Regions from separate parts of the Mus musculus genome. Here all the other regions are linked to region 1. A link is a contact called in public promoter capture Hi-C data. All regions are on one chromosome and are shown on one strand. The core of a region is the stretch at or near the end of the contact, and the rest is flanking DNA. Distances in the headings are between cores, read along the strand shown.

Region 1 (4,769 bases), core at 1,265-3,764:
ATCCTCGTTTCTGTGTGGAGGCAGAAGCCTGGTGCAGAAGGACATGATGCATTTCTGGAGCAAGGTTTAAATAGACTTTATTGTTACAAAGGGGGACCCCACCAAGCAGAGCCAATACATGTGGTCCCAGTTGTCACCATGGAGACATCGAGAGGTCATGATTGCAGAAGAGGTGACTGGAATTGAATAACATGATCCCGGGGAAGGCCAGCCAGGAATGCAGGCAACATGATCAAGGTGGGCTGGCAAAAGTGGTCTAGTCAAAGGATGAGGGAAGACTGCTCCCTTCACTCCCGCTTCTTGTAGCTCTCCAGGTGTGACAGGACCCAGCCCGCAGGCAGAAGACAACACACGAAGCAGGAAGTGAGCCCAATGGTGATATCCTACACAGAGTACAAGAAAGAAGGATCCCTCAGGGCAAGAATTCTGTAGGCACTCCCAGTTCAGGTAGTCCTTAGGCATGGGAAGTCCCTCAGTGGCAAAGACCAAGGCAGAAAATCCAGCAGACCCACACTAAAGAAAGCAACTTGGGCCTGAGGTTCAATCCCCAGCACAGGAGAGGGGGAGATACAGACACAGAGAGACTCTAAGGATGGAGGGGACACTGGGTCAAGTCCATTTCCAGCCTTGAAATAAAGGTCTTTGGTTTTTAAAAAGATGTATTTATCTGTGGGGGGAAAGGGTGCAGGCAGGAGTCTTACTATGCACCCCACCCAGACCTGGGCTTAAACTTGAGATTCTCCTGTTCCTGATGCCCTGGTCCTGGAAATACACTCAAGTGCCACTATGCTCACTGGTGTGTATGTGTGCTGTTTTCCATGTGGGTGAAGGCCAGAGCTTGATGTCTGGCATCTCATCTAACAGCTCTCCATCTTTTCTTTCTTTCTTTCTTTCTTTCTTTTTTTTTTGGAGACAGGTTTTTTTTTACTAAACCTGAAGTTCACTGTTTTGGCTAGACAAGCTGAACAGTGGAATCCAGGGAGCTCCCTGCCCCTCTCCCCCTACCAGCACTAGGGCTAAAGACTAGCCGGTTACTGGGTAGTCAATGTCAAATCTTCATGCTGGTGAAGCGAATACTTCTTAAATAAACCATTCTCACGTGTCCTTGCTTTCTATACAGTTTCTTCTCTTTTTTTGTTTTTGTTGTTTGTTGTCTACACAGAGACAGGGTTTCTCTGTGTAGCCCTGGCTGTCCTGGAACTCACTCAGTAGACCAGGCTGGCCTTGAACTCAGAGATCCACAGCTTCTATAGCATAAGTGCTGGATTATAGGCGTGTGCCACACTGCCCTGCTGGGGTTTTGTATCTTTTAAAGATGTGTTTTATCTATATTTGTATGATGCATGTGTGTGAGCACAGGTATGTGTTTGCATGCTTACCCAAGGTCAGGACGGGATGTCAGATGCGTTGGAGCTGGAGTTACAAGCTTGTTATATGGGTGCTGGAACCTGAACCAGTCTTCATGAGGCTATGCACCAAACGCCATCTTTCCAGCCCCCAGACTCTTGTTTTTGAGACAGAGTCTCAGTATGTTGCCCAAGCTGGCCTGAATTCCCGAGCTCTGTTTTCATGCCTCAACCTCCCACTAAATGGGCGTAAGAGAGGGCATGGCTTGGTTGTCACTGTTTCTTCAGTGGCAGTGCTTTGGTTCTACCCCTAATTCAATGCCCAGATATCTGGATTCATGACCCATTGTCACTTAAAACAGAAGAGCTCCAAAAAAGGGAGGGATGGGGGGGCCTAGGCTGCGGTGTAGTATTAAGAAAGTGCTTGCCTAACACAAAGTCCCGGGCTTGATCCCCAGCACCACATAAACCACAAGTGATGGCACAGGCCTGTTATCCCAGCACTAAAGAGATTATCGCTTCAAAGTCAAATGTGGTCAGCCTGGGCTACAAGAGACCCTGCCTCATGTTTTTAAACTAATGTTTTAAAAGTAAAAATTGTCCTAGTATCTAAATGCTCCTACATCTCTGGGAATGTAGACCTGGTGAACTCTGCAGCCCTCCTTAATAATAAAATGTAGCAGTAACAACCATGACGTCGCTGCCAGTTACCAGGCATGCCCTCCCCTGCGGTGGGGGGGGGGGGGGAATGGAAGGAGAGACGGGTTTAGAGAGGCCGAACAGAGTAAACAAACTAGCGGGCTGACCTGACATCCAGGAACTTGGGAAAAATACCTAGGGCTTAGGAGCAGCCGAGCGACTGTCTCATCCATGCCTTGAGGACAGGCCTAAGCCAATGTCGCAGGCTACCACAGTTCGCCCACCTCCCCGCTCCCGGTCCGTCCCGCTCACCAGGACCCCGAGCTGCTCCCGCGCCGGCTTCGAGTGGACCTGAGCCCGCGGCACCATGAGCCGCCGGGCCGAGCCGGTCAGGCTCCTCAGCAGCAGTGGCGTCAGGACAGACATGACGGCGCGGAACGACCACGGACGAGGACCAGTCCAAGGTCAGGGAGTCAAGATGGCCGAACCAGCCGGAAGTTCCGGCGCTGAAGTTGCCGGACGCCCGAGCCGGAAGTATTTCGGAAATGACGTCGGGACAAGCCCCCTCGCCCGCCTGGGCTGTTTTTGGCGCGCTCCTCGAAACAACCAACCGACATCATCCTACACAGATGGGAGGAGAAATGAGACACCTTTGCTCCCACCTCCACTTTCTTCGAGAGTGACACGCATAGCCACCCAATCACACAAGCTACAAGTCTATTGACTCCTTGGCTCCTCCCTCCATTCATTTAACTAGGATCCTCTCTCTGCCAGCACTGTACTAGTGACTCCAGCTCGCCACCAGTAAGCCTCTAGTTTTAAAAACATAGTTTTACTTTATGAGTGTTTTGTCAGCATGTTCATCTGTGTATGCAGAACGCAGAGAGGCCAAAAGAGGGTGTTGGATCCTCTGGAACTGGAGTTCAGGCAATAGTGAGTAATCTTGTGGATGCTGGGAACTGAACTGAACTGGACCTCTGCAAGAGCAGCGAGTGCTTCTAAGCGCTGAGCTCTCTCTCCAGCCCCGAGACTCCTGTCATTTACTGTTATCCTCTCAGAAACCCGTTTCCACATAACTGGTAACTGTTCTCAACTTCTGCTTTCCTCCTTTTGTGTGTGTTAGGACAGTTTTGTTTTGTTTTGTTTTGTTCTCTGTTTTTCGAGACAGGGTTTCTCTCTGTAGCCCTGGCTGTCCTGGAACTCACTCTGTAGACTAGGCTGTCCTTGAACTCAGAAATCCGCCTGCCTCTGCCTCCCGAGTGCTGGGATTAAAGGCATGCGCCACCACGCCCGGCCAGTTTTGGTTTTTTAAGGTCTCCAGTAGCCCAGGCTGTCCTAAAACCGTGTAGATGAGAATGACCTTGAACTTTTCTGCTTCTATTCCTATGTTCCATGCCTTGTTGCCTCTCTTCTTTCTCTTCTTTATCCCCTGTCTCCCTTCTGCCTTTATTCTTTCTGTTCCTTTCTCCTCTCTCCTTCCTTCTTGTTTTACTAGACAAATACCTGATCAAGTGGTTCCCCATTGCTTTCTTTAAAAAAATATTTATGTATGTGATTACACTGTGTCTATACAGATGGTTGTGAGTCTTCATGTCACTGTTGGGATCTGAATTTTTAAGACCTCTGCTTGCTCCGGTCAGCTCTGCTCGCTCCTGTAAACTCAGTCCCTGCTTGCTCTGGCACAAAGATTTATTTATTATTAATACATAAGTACACTGTAGCTGACTTCAGATGCACCAGAAGAGGGCCTCCAATGGGATTTGAACTCAGGACCTTCGGAAGAGCAGTAAGTGCTCTTATCCACTGAGCCATCTTGCCAGCCCTCCCCATTGCTTTCTAGACAAGGCCCGGATCTTGGATATTGCCCTTCTGTCTGACTTCTCAATATCGCTTGTTTTTTGTCCTTGCTCCTAGGTCTCTTCTCCACCCTTCCAGATTTTGGACTTTTTACTCTTTACATTCTACCTAGAACACCTTTTCTTTCTTTTTTAAAAAGATTTATTGGGGCTGGTGAGATGGCTCAGTGGGTAAGAGCACCCAACTGCTCTTCCGAAGGTCCGGAGTTCAAATCCCAGCAACCACGTGGTGGCTCACAACCATCTGTAACGAGATCTGACTCCCTCTTCTGGAGTGTCTGAGTTTGAGGCCAGCCTGGTAAATCTTCTTTTTTTAAAGTTTTTTTTTTTTTTTTTTTTTTAAGATTTATTTATTTATTATATGTAAGTACATTGTAGCTGTCTTCAGACACTCCAGAAGAGGGAGTCAGATCTCCTTACGGGTGGTTGTGAGCCACCATGTGGTTGCTGGGATTTGAACTCTGGACCTTCGGAAGAGCAGTCGGGTGCTCTTACCCACTGAGCCATCTCACCAGCCCAGTTTTTTTTTTTTTTTTTTTTTTTTTTAAGATTTATATATTTATTATATAAGTACACTGTAGCTGTCTTCAGACACTCCAGAAGAGGGAGTCAGATCTTGTTACAGATGGTTGTGAGCCACCATGTGGTTGCTGGGATTTGAACTTCAGACCTTTGGAAGAGCAGTTGGGTGCTCTTACCCACTGAGCCATCTCACCAGCCCCTCAAATAGCAAGTTCTAAACCAGCCAGGGCTACATAGTAAGATGCTGCCTCAAATAATACTGATAGTAATCTTAAGTATACTTATCATTTTACCATTGATTGAAGACAAGTAGCTGGGAATAAAGTGATTGCCTCGCATGCACAAAAAGGGTCCTATTCTCCAGCACTATATAAACCTGACTTGGTAGCCCACAACTGTAATTCTA
Region 2 (4,769 bases), core at 1,268-3,767, 340 kb after region 1:
TTTAGATGGCCTTACAGTCTCTAGCCCGGTGTGCTCAGCAGTGGATTGGTTGAGTGATAAAGCGCATGAGACAATGGCATTTATTAATGCTGACTCTCCTTATCAAGAAGCCGGGGAGTATCCTGTGATGTGGGTGATCATGTGCCTCTCATGTTACTAATACCTAACAAAGCCTGACCAGGGGTTCACTGTGTGGCAGACAGTGCTCAACAGGTTAAAGAGCTCTTCCTTTGGGAAATGTCCTCTTGTACATTGTCTAATAGAATGAGCAACCCATTTCATAGATGAACAGAATGAGGCTCAGAGGGAGGTACATTCACTCATAAAATGCCCACTGTGTGCCACTGGGGATACATATGAAAGAAAGCATTGGGGATTTATTATGGCTTAAGGACCAATACTTAAGTCCTTTTTGCTGTACAATTTCTAGCTGTCTCCACCACTCTCATGTGTACTGAGTTGACCAGGCTGGTCTAGAACTTCCAGGCTCAAGTGATCTTCTGCCTCAGACTACAGTTGTATGCCACCAAACCTGTCCCTTTGGCTGGCTTTTTAATTTCACATAGATTTGTAGGGAGAAGCAAAAATCCAACTCTACTGATCTAATCCTGGTTGACTTTCAGAATTAAATTGACTTGGAATAGACGATCAGGAGGAGAAGCATGCACATTCCCCGGATGCAAGTTGTGTGTATCCTAGGGGTTTGCAGGGGGAAATGAAGACTTATGGATTTGTGGCCCAATTTCAATTGCTAGTGTCCATGAGGTCCCAAGAGTCACTCCAGGATCAGAAAGAACTATGGAGTGTGAGGAAGAGGAGGGGACAAGGACCCCAAGAAGCAGCTAGGGAGGAAAAAGAATAGTTAAACTTTGCAGAAGTGTTTACGTTAAGTGAGAAATCGGAAAAGGCGAGTTATTGCTATCCTTTTGGAGTGGTGCTGGGAGTAGAGTCCAGGGCCTCTGGGTGATGGTTTCTTTCTGTTTTAGTGAGAGAAGCCATCATTTGGGAATTTCGATTCCTGATTTATTTGTTTGTTTTGCTTTTGAGACAGGATCTTACTGTGTAGCCCCAGCTGGCCTTGAAGTCACAGAGATCTTCCTACCTCTAACTCCTGAGTGCTGGGTTTAAAGGCATGTGCCACCATGCAGAGCCTCATCTTCTGCTTTTAAGAAAGAGAAAAGAACACTGTACAGAAATGAACAGTAGCCATGTTTGTCCAGAATGCTTCTTTTTCTTTTTTCATTTGTGCAATGGTAATATACTGTTTTAAACATCTAACCTTTTATGTTCATGGATTTGATTTCAAACACGAATAAAGTAATCTCTGAATATTGAAAAGGAAATCAAAAGAAATTACATATTTCATGTTCCTCAATCAAAATGCCAGGGAGTGTATTTTTTTAACTCCTTCAATTACAAAAATGTTTTGAGATTTATTTTATGAGTGTAACAGAGCTTCAGACTTAGTGGGCCCCAAGACTTTAGCACAACTGACTCCATGATGGAAGTATCATTCAGGCAGACAGCACCACCTGCCAAAGCTAAAACAGAGGCCAGGTGTACTAATCTTATTTTTGGCTTCTGTGAGCCTGCTTTTGGCTAACTGTTCTTGTTAACTGAAGAATGCCAACCCAGAACATGGTTTTTGTGTTTAAAAGCTCACTCTGAGAAAAGCTAAGTGCTACACTGAACACCCACTGTAGTTGACAGCCAGGCTAATAAAGACTTTCTATTGGCTGAAACCCCTGTGCAAGCTGTCTTCTCTATGTGTGTTTTGTCAGTATGTGTGCACATGTACCAGGTCTGTACCTCATGAGTAACAATGTCAAAAGAAGGTATTGGATCCCCTGGAACTGAGTTAATCATGGTTGTGAGCCACCATGTGGATCCTGGGAACCATCCGGGGCCCTTTGCAAGAGCAGCAAGTGCTCTCAACCCCTGAGCCAGCTCCTCAACCCCACATTACTGTTGTTGTCATTATTTTTATTTTTATTATTATATTTTGGATTTTTGAGGCAAGGTCTCTTTGCATAGCTCTGGCACCCTTGGAACTCACTATGTGGAGCTAGCCTCACAGAGATGGGCCTGCCTCTGCCTCCTGAGTGCAGGAAACAAAGGCATAAACAACTACATCTGGCTATTATTATCATCATCATCATCATTATTTATTATTATTATTTTGGAGAGAAGATCTCAAACAGTAGCTCAGGCTAACTTTAAACTTATGGCAATCCTCCTGCTTCAGCTTGTCAAATGCTAGGATTTCAGGCATGTATTACTCTTAAAAAATAGCCTTTTGGTATGATTCATGTACAAAGATTAAATGTAATTCGACATAACATGTTCTTCCATGAGGAGTGTGTATAGGCTGTCAAGGGCTGGGGAATCTGGGGCAGAGGAGCAGAGAGGCGGGAACGCAGCGGGAGGGAGGCATCTAAGTGACTACTGAGTAGTGGCATGCCCTTGGCGACGCTCTCATTAGCCAGTTACAGGAGGAGGGGCGGGGTGATCTGGCTCAGCCTGGACTCTGCGGCCATTAAACCAGTCCCCATTGCGCTGGCCTCCACTTGCCTACTTGGGGCGCGAGGAGGTTGGAGAGTTTTTTTCTGGGACCCAAGCAAAGGTGAGAAGCCCGGGTGCCTCTGCGGGTCCCCGAGGGCTGTCTGGGAGGCGGAGAGTGTTTCGGCTGCGTAAACAAGCCAGGCGAGAGCTGCCACCTGTCTGCCATCCGCCGTACGCGGAGAAAAGGAGCCAGGGGCGCACGAATGCCTGCCTGGCCAGGAACCCTGCTGGTGACCAAGGATCCCGTGAGCCGCTTCTGCCCTACAGAGAGGGATTTGTCTATTCAAGGGCAAGCTCAGGTCAGAGCGGAGGAGAGCGAGAAAGTTGGAGAAGTTTGGTGGAAGTTTCTGGAGGGCTCTGCTAAAAGCTACCCTGCTCCTGGAGACTTGCTAGAGACTTAATGAGCTTTGCTCCCCTCTGTGTCTTAGGCATCCACGCTGCTGCTAAGCTGAAATTGAAGCTCACACATCCTGGAAAATGCTAGCACCCATAGTAAGTACAGCGTGAGAAGCCAAGGGTGGGCCAGGGATGGGTGTAGTGTTTTAATGGTGACTCTTGTTTTCTCCGGGTCTGACTCGCTGTTTTGAAGAGAGGAGCTTTGTAGTGAGGAAGCTACATTTGAACCCTTGGGGGATCAGGTATGAGCTGTGGGTCAGCTGCCACCTGTTGAGCCTCAGCAGTTGGCTGCCACCCTGCTTGAAACATGCTCAATAGAAAGCAGTAGAGGGGGGGAAGTTGGGGGCTGGGTCTTCTTACCAAACCCGGACCCTGGGCAGGTTCCTGGGTCGAATGTCTGAAGTTGATTCTGCTTATTTTTGTCTTGTCAGCTGACCCATGGCCATCCCTGCTGCCAGCAAACACTCAGCTCTGGCTTTTCCTTCATTTCTTCCCTCCATCCCCCCTTCTCTTTTCTTTCTGATTTTTGTTTTGCTTTTGTTTTTGAGACAAGGCTTCAGGTAGCCCAGACTGGCCTCAAACTTCCTATTTAGCGAGGACAGTTTCTTCCTTCTGGTTTCTCTGCCCCCACCTCTTGAGTGCTGGAATTATAGGTGTGAGGCCCCATACCCAGTTTTGTGAAGCCCTCCTGCATGGTAGGCAAGCACTCTACCGACTGAGCCACATCCCAGCCCCCGGCATCTTTGTTAACCCATGATGTCTTGAGATTGGAACAGGGCAAATGTCTTCTTCATTTTAACAAGACTGTTGATTTGGTTCAGGTTTTTGCAGACAACCCTCTTGGGATTGTGCTCCAGCTGAGTACTGGTGTGGGATTATAATCAAGTTCAAGTTTATTCGGTTCCCAAGTGAAAACAACACTTAAAACCTAACAGTTCTCATAGCAGCAGAGTCACTCCAGGCTGCACTTTCTGTTTCTGGTACTGTGAGGCCAGGCTGTTTTGCTTTCTGTTTGAACCCGGGAAAACCCAAGAGCACAGAAGTTAGCACTATATTTTATATTTTCCATATAAAGCTTGAACTCTGCTGAGCCGTGAGGAGCTGACTCATAAAAATACATGTTTGTCTCAGTTGTGTGTTTTGACTGTGTAACCGTGTGTTGATATAATTTTGTTGTAGTAGACAATTTAAAAAGCATGTTTGTGTATATGTATGTGTGTGTTTGTGTATGTGTTTTGGGGGGCATGCATATGCCGTGGCAAACATGTAGAGGTCAGGGAGCTGTCTGCGGGAATTAGTTCCCCTCTTCGCTATTTGGGTTCTGGGATTTGAAGTCAGGTCATCAGGCTTGGCAGCAAGCTCCTTTGCTTTATAAGCCACCTCACTCACTTTTTAATTAAAACAGTAAGAAATAAATATACACCAATTGCAGGCTTATGTAGAAGCTATGAAATCTCACTGATGAATCCTCTCTTCTCAGACTGAGGAGACGTGTCACTCTTTCTCCTGCATCCAGCTCCGTATGTACTGTCATCTCATCTCCAGGGCTGTGAATGAAGGCATGGTGGCACACACCTGTAACCCTGCCACTTGGGATGCAGACTTGGAGGCTATCCTTGGCTCTGTGGAGAGACCTTATCTCAAACAAAATAAAACAGGATTGCCAGGTAGTGGTGGCGCACGCCTTTAATCTCAGCACTCGGGAGGCAGAGGCAAGTGGATCTCTGAGTTTAAGGCCAGCTTGGTCTATAGAGTGAGTTCCAGGACAACCAAGGCTTTGCAGAGACACCCTATCTCACAAAACCACAAAC
Region 3 (4,769 bases), core at 1,198-3,697, 280 kb after region 1:
ATGTTTCTGTTTGCAGGTAGAACAGTTTTGTTTAGCATCTTATGCTAAAGCACAACGATTGTAAATGAATTGGGAAAAGCTTCCCTCCTCAGTGCTTTAACTAGAATACGCATTTCCCCAGTGTTCTGGTGGTTGGGTTTGAGCAGCTTCATGGGAACAAGCTTTTCTGTGTATCTCCTGGCACACTTTTTGCCTTAAGGGAAAGTGCAACATAGAAGCCAGAAAGAACAACATGCTGTAGTTATGAAGTCTGGAGAGGACTTCTTTTTTTTTTTTTTTTAAGATTTATTTATTATATGTAAGTACACTGTAGCTGTCTTCAGAGACTTCAGAAGAGGGAGTCAGATCTCATTACAGATGGTTGTGAGCCACCATGTGGTTGCTGGGATTTGAACTCAGGACCTTCAGAAGAACAGTCAGCACTCTTAACCACTGAGCCATCTCGCCAGCCCTGGAGAGGACTTCTTAGCATACTTCCTTTGTCTCTGATGTTTTCTCTGGCTTTGTGAATTAAAGACTTTGTGCTTTAAGGACTGCCAGCAAAGGCAAACATGGAAATGGTATGCTTCTTTTTGGGTGTGTTGCTCTTGCCCTTTAGAGAATATGTTATTTCAGAAGGGGACTGGAAAACTCAGGTCATAACTTCACCATGAGTCATATAGTCTACTTTGTAACTTTGTTCCTGTGCTTTTAAGAATCCTCTGGAGGGGCTGGAGAGATGGCTCAGCAGTTAAGAGCACTGGCTGCGTGCTCTTCCAGAGGTCCTGAGTTCAATTCCCAGTAACCACATGGTGGCTCACAACCATCTGTAATGAGATCTGACGCCCTCTTCTGGTGTGTCTGAAGACAGCTACAGTGTACTCATATACATTAAATAAATACATTAAAAAAAAAAAATCCTCTGGAGCCCGGCGTGGTGGCGCACGCCTTTAATCCCAGCACTCGGGGGAGCAGAGGCAGGTGGATTTCTGAGTTCAAGGCCAGCCTGGTCTACAGAGTGAGTTCCAGGACAGCCAGGGCTACACAGAGAAACCCTGTCTCGAAAAACAAAAACAAAAGAGTCCTCTGGACAGAGAGGATGAGTACTGACGAGGTTCTAGCACAGTAGTCACAGTAGTTTTTTTTTTTTTTTAAGTTTTTCTTTCCTGTTAAAATTTTTTAGAGAGTGATTTTATGTGTATGAGTGTTTTGCCTGCATGTCTGTATGTATGTGCACCATGTACATGCCTGGTGCCTGCAGAGGTCAGAAGAAGGTATCATATACCCTGGTAATGGAGCTATAGATAGCTGTGAGCTGCTCTGTGGGTGCTGGGAGCCAAATCCCAAGTCCTACAAGAGCAACAACTGTCTTTAACTACTGAGCCATCTTTTCAGCTTCTCAGTGGTACTTAACAGAAGGTGATTTTTGTGTTTGTGTCTTTTTTTCTTTTAAAGATTTATTTATTTTATGTATGTGAGTACACTGTCATTATCTTCAGACACAACAGAAGAGGGAATCAGATCCCATTATAGATGGTTGTGAGTCACCATGTGGTTGCTAGGAATTGAACTCAAGACCTATGGAAGAGTGGTCAGTGCTCTTAAGCGCTAAGCCATCTCTGCAGCCTGTCTATGTGCCTTTTAGAAATGTCTGTAGGTGTTTTTGGATGTCAACCTTATGGGTAATACTGATACCATTAGTATGTAGTGGGTACAGAGTAGGGATAGGATCCCCTCTCTCCACAAAGGGTTTTTTGGCCACTAGTTGTCAGTATTGCCAAAATTGCCACGCTTGATCCCACACTGTTTAATTAATCCATTAGATTTTCTGAAGTAGCAATGGTAACTGCTTTCAGTTAGCCATTTTCATTGAACGAATCACTGTTCAGATGTAATTAAATGTTTGAGGACCACTTAAACTCACTCATTCTAGGACTGGGCAGTACCATGTACCTGCTGGTAGAGTACTTGTGTAGCATGCACTGAGCCATGATCTGTATTCCAGAACCGCCCATGAAACTGGGCCAATGGTCTCAATATTCAGGAAATGAATTCAGGGGGATCAGAAATTCACGGTTATTCTAGCAAGTTCAAGGACACCCTAGGCTACATGGTATTTTATCTCAACAAAAACCATACAGGTTTTATGTGTGTATCTGTTTGTGTATTTGTGGTGCTTGGGATCGAATCCAGAGCCCTGTGGATGTTACTCTACCACTGAGCTATACCCTTAGTTGTTCTAATAATGTTCTTAGAGTTTAACTTGAAATAAAATTGGTTTTGTGTATTCTTTTGTAAAATTGAAAAGGCTAACCATGATTACTAGCCAACCTATGCTGTGCTTTTTAACCTATGCCGTTTTTTTTTTTTTTCCTTTCCCCATTGGCAAGGGACACAAGGTTTCTCTGTTGTGTACCTCTGGTCCTTGAACTCAGATTCTCCTGGGATCAAAGGTGTCCTCTATTAGGATCCTGTGCCAGATTGTTTTTGTTGGTTTAGATATTAAATCCAGGGCCTACTCTATCCTAACCTTGTGCTACAATATTGAGTTACAATCCCAGGCTTCCCAGCTTCCTCTACCCCAGCCTGGGCTGGCTTGGAACTTGCTGAGTAGACCAGGCTGGCCTCAGAAATCCTGCTCCACTGCTTTCCAAGTGCTGGGATTAAAGTTGAGAACCACCATTACTGGCTGTGTTTTTAAGGCCTGTAATGTAGGAATCAGTGCTGTAATATCCATGTGTAGAAAAATTTCTAATTTACCTGTCAGTCTTTTAACTTCATTTTTCATTCAGTGTGAGTGATTGTCATTTAAGTGTGGAAACTATATAGAATGTAGTTTACTAGGGATATTGTTTGAGTTGGCCTATTAAACCTCTTGGTTAGTGTGGACTCGATATATTGTGCCAAAAGTAAAGGATAAGTCAGTAGTTCATAAGTAATTAGGAGAAAGGTTGTGATGTCACATAAGCTGTTAGACTACTTTTTTTTTTTTTCTCTTTTTGTTTTTTCTCTGTGTATCCCTGGCTGTCCTGGAACTCACTCTGTAGACCAGGCTGGCCTCGAACTCAGAAATCCAACTGCCTCTGCCTCCCAAGTGCTGGGACTAAAGGCGTGTGCCACCACCACCCGGCCTAGACTACTTTTTCATTAAAGATTTTTTTTTTTTTTTTTTGGTTTTTCGAGGCAGGGTTTCTCTGTATAGCCCTGGCTGTTCTGGAACTCACTCTGTAGACCAGGCTGGCCTCGAACTCAGAAATCCGCCTGCCTCTGCCTCCCGAGTACTGGGGAAGTGCTGGGATTAAAGGTGTGCGCCACCACCACCCGGTGCTCTGTTTATTTTCTTGAAGTTTATTATGTGAACATGGATGCAACTATAGATTTCGAGAATAATATCCTCCTTTCCCTTTAAAGAAGCAGTTATTTTCCAAAGTACACATCTGCACACTGAGACAATACATGACACCAGAGATTGTAAGACTTAGACAAATGTGGACAAAAGATACGAGATTTATGAAATCAAGAATTTGAGACTCTTGAGAGATAAGGCAGATCTGGTAGCTCATGCCTGTAATCCTAACAGATATCTGGGAGGCCAAATAAGGAGGATTGCCATGAGTTCTAGGCTAGCTTGAACTACAATGTGCGACCCTGTCTCTGAAAACAACCCCAAACCAAAAACACAACAGAAAACCAAAAAAGTAGCAGTTAGGTTTTAGAGCTAAACAGTTTCTGCCTGGCTTTGTAGTACAAATGAAGAAGTTGAACTGAAGTGGTTTCTTTAGGGCAGACCCAGGGCCAGAACTCTGGTATTGTTGTTATAGAGGCTTCTCTTCCCTGCCCACTGCCTCATTACAGTGATGCCCTTTGCTCTTAATCCTTGCACTGTAATGCCAGCACCCTGGAGGCTGAAGCAAGAAGATTGAGAATTTGAGGTGATCCTGGGCAAGAGCCTGTCTAAAAACAAAAAGCTCAAATAAAAAATGCCCCCAAATAAAGCAGAAACTTCAGTTATAGAAGAGACAAATGATGGTAAGACTTGGTAATATATTGCATATAGGGAGATAAGGCTGGGAAAGTGCAGAGGACTTGAATGGAGTAATTGAGAGGAAACATTTTGAAATACTAAGTGTAGACTTGTAAAATGTTACTACTGGGGAGTTTTGAAAGGAGACTGGAGGTGAACCAGTCAGATCACAGAGGCTGAGTGGTAGAACTGGAATAAGGACTTGTCTCCTGACTCTTCAGGTCAGTGTGTTTGCACATATTCCTCCTGCTAGTATGAGTGGAACGTTTAGTGACTCTATACTTAAGCCTTTGAACATGTCGCTTCAGAGGTTAGAAAGGAGGGGAGTTATAGCACCAAAATACAGGGTGGAAAAAGAAAGAAAAATGGTAAAAAATGAGCATAGAGTTAAAATTATAAATAAAGAGCTCATTGAAGCTGGTCATAGTGGTCATGCCTATAGAAGTGGAAGTAGAGAGGTCAGGAGTTCAAGGACAGCCTTGGCTACATTTTGATTTTGAGACCCTCTGTTTCTCCCAAAAAGCTCAGTGAGAGAGTAAGAACTATAGGAGATTACAGAAGAGCATTGGTATATGTCAGCCACTGAGGGTGAGGAAAGAAAAGAACTCCTGTAGGGAGATGCCAAAGAGCATGCTAAGATTTGTCCTGAATAGAGGTTTTAAGTTGCCATTTCCCATATATGTCAGATGCTATGCTTTAGCCTTTTATTTTATTTATTTACTTATTTATTTATTTTGACACAGCTTCTCAGTGTATAGGCCATCCT

What was found. Promoter capture Hi-C pulls out the DNA fragments that hold promoters and counts their contacts. Capture Hi-C pulls out chosen DNA fragments and counts their contacts.
Region 2: a promoter capture Hi-C map of adipose tissue shows a contact between it and region 1. A contact is called at or near these places in 2 of 130 datasets of targeted methods (memory CD8 T cells and pancreatic cancer cells) and 2 of 9 other capture datasets (adipose tissue and pancreatic islet).
Region 3: a contact with region 1 is called in a promoter capture Hi-C map of 3T3-L1-derived adipocytes, with 2.5 times the contacts expected there. A contact is called at or near these places in 4 of 39 promoter capture datasets (3T3-L1-derived adipocytes, liver and pre-B cells), 2 of 484 Hi-C or Micro-C datasets (CD8 T cells and embryonic stem cells), 7 of 130 datasets of targeted methods (the 230-238 cell line, bone marrow-derived macrophages, effector CD8 T cells and 3 more) and 3 of 9 other capture datasets (adipose tissue, liver and pancreatic islet).

The regions. Positions count from the first base shown.
Region 1 is chr19:7,215,102-7,219,870 of GRCm38.p6, forward strand. Cox8a (cytochrome c oxidase subunit 8A) reads right to left here and starts at 2,515. Exons shown (of 2, transcript NM_007750.2): 1 at 2,298-2,515; 2 at 57-383. The coding sequence starts at 2,411. The coding sequence ends at 288.
Region 2 is chr19:7,554,942-7,559,710 of GRCm38.p6, forward strand. It overlaps Plaat3 (phospholipase A and acyltransferase 3), which reads left to right and starts at 2,518. Exons shown (of 5, transcript NM_139269.2): 1 at 2,518-2,623; 2 at 2,991-3,054. The coding sequence starts at 3,040.
Region 3 is chr19:7,498,449-7,503,217 of GRCm38.p6, forward strand. The region is part of intron 1 of Atl3 (atlastin GTPase 3); the gene reads left to right. Among named protein-coding and RNA genes, the nearest start is that of Atl3, 6.4 kb to the left of the region's middle.